Regions from separate parts of the Mus musculus genome. Here region 1 is linked to region 2. The links are chromatin contacts, called in public Hi-C maps. All regions are on one chromosome and are shown on one strand. Each heading gives the region's core, a stretch centred on a gene start, on an enhancer-like site or on the middle of the called end of the contact. The rest is flanking DNA. Distances are from core to core; before and after follow the strand shown. Region 1 holds the start of Zfp691 (zinc finger protein 691). Region 2 holds the start of Ppcs (phosphopantothenoylcysteine synthetase).

Region 1 (2,700 bases), core at 99-2,598, 250 kb before region 2:
GCCAGCACTGCATATGGCATATTACACAGTAGCCCATAACAGCTCATATTTTTTAAAGGTCCTACAGAGCACTCGACCTAGGGCTAAGCGGTCCAATGCACCATCTCAATTCATTTTTACAGCACCTCTGCCTCCCGAGTGCTGGGGTTGAAGGCATGAGCCGCTACATCTAGCTCAACTATTAATTTCTCATACTTACTTTAGAAATGATGAAACTGAAACTCTGAGAAATCAAGTCACGTGCCTAAGAGCACACAGTAGGTGGCAAAACTGAAGCCCAAGTTGATTCCTCCAAAGCTGAGGTTTTTAACCATTCCACCAGGACTGGAGGTAGAGACGGTGCTACGGCACTTAGGAAATGAGAAGGCACCTCTCTGAAGAGGGCAGGGAGGGAGCTTCACTGAAGAGGTGAAATTTAAACTATGACTTGCAAAATAGACAGATGAGCAGGACCAAGGCTGGCAGAGACGGAGAGTCCATCCCTGACTGAAAAGGCAGTGTGGAAATAACACAAAGTCACCTTGCATTACAAAGATCGGAGGGAGAAGAGACCTAGTGCATGTGGGGTTTTCTTCCTCGGAGCTCAGCAGCACAGAGTCGCCAGCAAGAGTGCGGAGGAGGGATGAGTTCTAAGAACAAGGCAAGAAGATGAGGCTTGGTGATCACAGACGATGAAGGACAAGAGCCTGGATTAGAAGGAAGAGACCAAGCTGGGGTCCGAAAGATTAAAGTTCTAGATCCGGGTTCGAGTCAAGGGTACCGGGAGTAACTTGGAAGGACCGGGGACAGAGTGTGAAAAATTAAGGAAGCACTCACCGGAGCTACATAGCGATTCAGAGACGGATCATCAAAGGAGCCAAAGAATCTGAGGTGGCCTGGGAGAGGGGACAAAGGCTGCAGCAGTGTCCAAAGAGCCTAGTTAAGTGGGGAAGGAGGATAAAGCTGGAGGAGTCAGCTGGGAAAGCTGAAGGACGAGAGTTGGGTTCAGAGATGTCCATGAGGTTGGGACTGGAGCTGGAAGAGTACAAGGGGCGACTCTAAAGACACGGTGTGTGGGAGGGGCATGGAGTGGTCCAAGGCCAACAGTAAGGCAGGGAGGGTAGTAAGACTGGGTCATCCGAGGACTGGGGACGTGATCGCAGCGGAGGGACACACGGTACCCGGCGGCCTTTGGGACTCGCAAAACAGCAACTTCCCAAACATCAGCCTTCAAGGCCTTCGCAAGAGCGAAGGGGCCAGGCTCGAAGCGCCCCGTGCCTCGCGTTCGCCTCCCCCATAACCCCCACGTCACCTCTACACAGCCGCGACCCACTTCACTCCCGCGGCTCGGTCAGGGACAGCGGCGCCTCGGTGGGCGGGGGAAGGAGCCGGAGCCGGAACCCAGAGAGGATCCGCCTTCACAGCGTTCGGATTGGATCCTGGGAACGTTCTTCCTCTCTATTGGCTATACTAACTGTCACACTGCACAAGACCTAGTAGGACGGCCAATAAACATTGGTTTAGTGCGCGGCATGCTGGGAGTTGTAGTTCGGAGGTTTGCTTCGCTGAAAACATTTGCCCAGTTCAGAACTCAGCGGTGAAGCTGTCATCACTTCTAAGGTCATCAGGTTTCTTTTCTTTTTGTCTTTTGAAGCGGTGGCCCTCGATAGAAACCTCGCAGTTCATTTAAAGTTTATAGTTTAAAATTAAAAGGACATGTACCAGGAAAGGAATTTAAAAATAAAGTAGTTCGATCTCTTTGTCCGAGAAGCTAAGTGTCCTCTCCCAAGGAATGACCTCCAGCCAGGTCGGCCAGTGGCCCAACGTAGGTTTTGGTTTTTTTTTTCTGTGTCCTATGTGATCCTGTTAACCCAAAAGTCTCGCATCAATCTGGATATAATAGACCAGTAAGTTATCCAGAGATGGTTTTTGTTTGGTTGGCTGGTTGTTGTTTTTCCCAGATTTTATTTTGAAGAACAATAAAGATTAAGAACTTGAAAGATAAAGAGGATAAAGAAAGTTGATGTGTAAGCTAACTACGAGCTTTTCCTGTTTGTGTGGTCTTTCAATGGTTGTCTTTGTAGCTGGTAAAGCTTTAGAGCTAGTGATGACCCGGTGATTAAGAACACTTACAGCTCTTTCAGGGGACCTGGATTCCCAGCGCCCACATCAGGTAGTTTATAACCACCTGTAACTCCAGATCCAAGGGATCCAATGCCCAATTCTGGACAATTTGAGAACCTGCACACAAGAACACACACTCACACACACACACACACACACACACACACAAAATCAGGAAAGAAAAAAGAGAGGGTCAAGTTTTATAATCCCACCTCTCTCCTCTATAAAATTCCTAGCACAACTATTGTAAGGATATAAGGACTGAGTGGATAGACAGACAGTCAGACAAATAGGCAGACACACAGACAAACATTTCCTGCTTCTACAAATAGCTCTATTCTCTATTGGTAAATTCTCTCAATAGGTAAGACTAGCATGAGTTAGTTAGCCAATAGGATTGGCTACTCAAGCAATTATGTTTGGAGCTGAGGATGTGTGTGACGTGTAAGTATCTATTACACACTATTAGTTTATAAATTGATAAAAATAAAACATCAAAAGTCAGACTCAGGAGTAAAACTGGGTTTATTATGAATGATGTCTAAAGTTTGCTTGAATTGTGGCTGAGCTATTCAGAAACCAACCCCGTAATGTGTT
Region 2 (2,932 bases), core at 300-2,799:
CTGCTTCCTAGTTCCAAAATACTAGGATATTCTGTACAAACAAAACTTTTTACTTTTATTTATTTACTTTGAGATTTATTTACTCTCTCACTGTGCAGCTCTGGCTGGCCTGTAATTCACTAGGTAGACCAGGCTAGCCTTGAAATGAAGAGCCCATCTGTCCCTGGAGGGCTGCAATGAAAGGGAAGATGCTGCTGCATCCAAACAACGTCTTGTCTTTCCTTCCACCTTTGTGTCTCCAGGCTCCACAGGATAAAGTTCAAGGGTCTTAAGGAATACAAAGGTTGTGTATACCAAGAGGCAAGATGCCTCTTCAGCCTTACCAAAGCACTTTGGTTCACAGAACATTACCCAGTTGCAAACTCCAACTTGTAACTCCACTTAGAATAACCTTCCCCACTTGATCAGGCCCTCTGTCCATCTTTTGATGAGTCATCTCCATCACCCTGACACCCCCGTCTCACTACCCCGGGGATCTGACTGCACTTTGTACATACCTCCACTACAGCATTTATCATTCTGATCTGTGATTATGGCTGGTGTCCAGGCCCTCGCTAGACTGTGAGATCCTTGAGGGCAGTGTCTTATTCATCTCTGTATTCCCAGTGCCTAGCTCATACAGAAGGCTGAAAGGCCATCCAGATCAAGAGGAAAGTAACCCAAGATTGGTTAGAGGGGGTCAGATCTCTGGAAGAGAAGAGCCCATCACCTGCAGTGGGCCACCAGATGAGTGGATCTTGTGTTCAGGCATTTCGGAGACAGGAATATAGAAATCTGACACTGCCGCGGCCAGGTAAAACATCGCAGAAGAGCCTGTGAAGATAAACGGAGTATAAGAAATCGGGGAAGGGCATGGAATCTTTTCTTTAACTCGGGTTCCTTGGCTGTGGGGTAGGCAGCAAGCAATAGGGAAAAGAGGCTAGGGAGAACGGCTCTACAGCCAGGAAAACCTTTGGATTTCCTTGGAACATTCACCTAATGGACTGAGAGCCAGGGCAGCAGCCTGCAGCAGATGCAGATAATCCGCCAAAGTGGTAAACTCTACAGCCAGAAAGGTGCCGGCAGCGGCTGCCTCTTGGTAGCTCTGCAATGCTGCAGCAAAGCCCGGGAGCGCATTCTCTTCGGCCTCCAGACTCAGCTTGCCCGACTGGGCTGGGCCAGAAGGCCGAAGGGCTGACAGCCAGGCCTGGGGCGGGAAGCGGTGGGCATAGGGGAAGGCCGAGCGCGCTCGGTACAAGAACAGGACTCCATAGCCGGCAGCCAGGAAGACCTCCGCCGACGCGGCTCCGCGTCGCCCGCTACTGAAGTTGTCCAGAAAGCGCACGGCTCGCGCTTCCAGGGGGACCTTGGTGCCTCCAGATGTGATCAGCACCACCCGCCGGCCCTGCTCGCCCAGCCTGGCCGCAAAGCGAGCCATAACCTCGGCCCAGCGCGCAGCACCCGCAGGACGCGGCAACTCAGCCACCAGGTCCATTTCCGCCATCTGCACTGTAGTCACCCCACGGTAGAACCACAGCGCCCGGGCACGCCGGGCCGCTGGCGCCACGCCCCCTTCCGGATACCTGGGCTGCGCGCAGCCGCAAATAGTGACTATGGTCATTCCCTTTCCTATGTCCGCCAGTAGGTCCTGATCTCGCTAAGGCTCGAAATGCTTGCCTGTTCTGGGAAAGCCCGTCGGGAAGCGTCTAGAGGAAGAACGTATCTAGAAAATCCAGAAAAATTATGCTTCCTGTGGATTTCCTAGTTTGGAAAACGAAATGGTTGTTTTTGACCTATACCGGCCACCGTATAGTTCTCCCCAGGCTCGGGCTACATGGCAGTCAAGTTCTGGCTATTTAACCTTTGAGATTTAGAGTTTGTGCTCTCCCCTCCCCAATTGTCGCAGTCAGTCCCGCCCCTCCCCCTTGCCCTTGAAATCCCGACGTCCGGGCTGGCCCGTGGTTGTCACGTGACACCTCAGCCTTGCGGATGCTAGCCAGGCAACCGTCCTGGAGACCGACGCCGCCGGCCGCACCATGAACGTGATCTACCCGCTGGCGGTGCCCAAGGGGCGCCGGCTCTCCTGTGAGGTGTGCGAAGCCCCGGCCGAGCGGATGTGCACGGCCTGTACAGTCACTTATTACTGGTAGGCCCTGGAACATGGTGCCTGGTGCCTCTGCTCCCTCCCTGTCTCCCAACACGGGTCTGGCCTCGTGTGTCTGTCCTTTGTGGCCTTTCCTGCCAGGGACCCCACAAGTCCAGAGCAGGCTTGAAGACGCGTGTCTAAGACTTCTGTGGCTTCCTCTGCGTCTTCTCCGGCTCTGCTGGGTTTTTTGCCTGATGTTTTGCGGGGCTCCTACTGTTACTGTGTTGCAAACCCTTCCTGGTGCTGAACATAATGGGGCCATTTCTGTAGATCTCTCCTCTCAAAGCTCAAGGAGAACTCTGAAGACAGAGAAGTAGACAAATGATAATTTCAGGGAGAAATGGCAAGTCAAAGGAAATGGGAGGAGAAATTGGGCAGACAGCTTCTCTCAGAGTAGACGATTGGTCTGAAGTTAAGGAGCTAAAGAGCCGGTGTTCTTGCCCTACAAAGGCACAGGTAGGGTTCTTAAGTAGGGAAGACGTGTTCTTCAGGACTAGAAGAAAGACTATTGGCCAGTGCACAGCTAAGGGAGTTTGAATGTAGGAGAGGTAGTAATTCAAGATGCGAGGGGTTTAAATGTATTCGCATTAACACCATCCCCATCCTTTTTTATAAGAGAGTTTCATGTAGTTGGTCTCAAACTCACTATGTAAGCTAAGAATTGAACTTTTGAACATCGTACCCACACCCCTCAAGGGCCGGAGTTGCAAGTATGTGTTGCCATGCCTGGTTTGTGTAGTACTAGAGAGAGAACTCAAGGCACCGTGCATACTAGACAAACTACCAACTAAGTCACATCCCCTGCCC

The links. Hi-C and Micro-C count contacts between places; a contact is called where the count stands out from the background.
Region 1: a Hi-C map of CD8 T cells shows a contact between it and region 2, with 1.8 times the contacts expected there. The contact joins the promoter of Zfp691 here to the promoter of Ppcs in region 2. A contact is called at or near these places in 12 of 39 promoter capture datasets (the HPC-7 cell line, cranial neural crest, fetal liver and 8 more), 5 of 484 Hi-C or Micro-C datasets (CD4 T cells, CD8 T cells, double positive thymocytes and 2 more), 1 of 115 datasets of contacts at active chromatin or transcription factors (embryonic stem cells) and 1 of 9 other capture datasets (adipose tissue).

What each region holds. Positions count from the first base shown.
Region 1 is chr4:119,172,847-119,175,546 of GRCm38.p6, forward strand. Zfp691 (zinc finger protein 691) reads right to left here and starts at 1,349. Exons shown (of 2, transcript NM_001145936.1): 1 at 1,292-1,349. Ermap (erythroblast membrane-associated protein) reads right to left here. Exons shown (of 13, transcript NM_013848.3): 13 at 2,611-2,700.
Region 2 is chr4:119,420,871-119,423,802 of GRCm38.p6, forward strand. It overlaps Ppcs (phosphopantothenoylcysteine synthetase), which reads right to left and starts at 1,550. Exons shown (of 3, transcript NM_026494.4): 1 at 976-1,550; 2 at 710-813. The coding sequence starts at 1,483. Zmynd12 (zinc finger, MYND domain containing 12) reads left to right here and starts at 1,814. Exons shown (of 8, transcript NM_001014900.2): 1 at 1,814-2,125. The coding sequence starts at 2,016.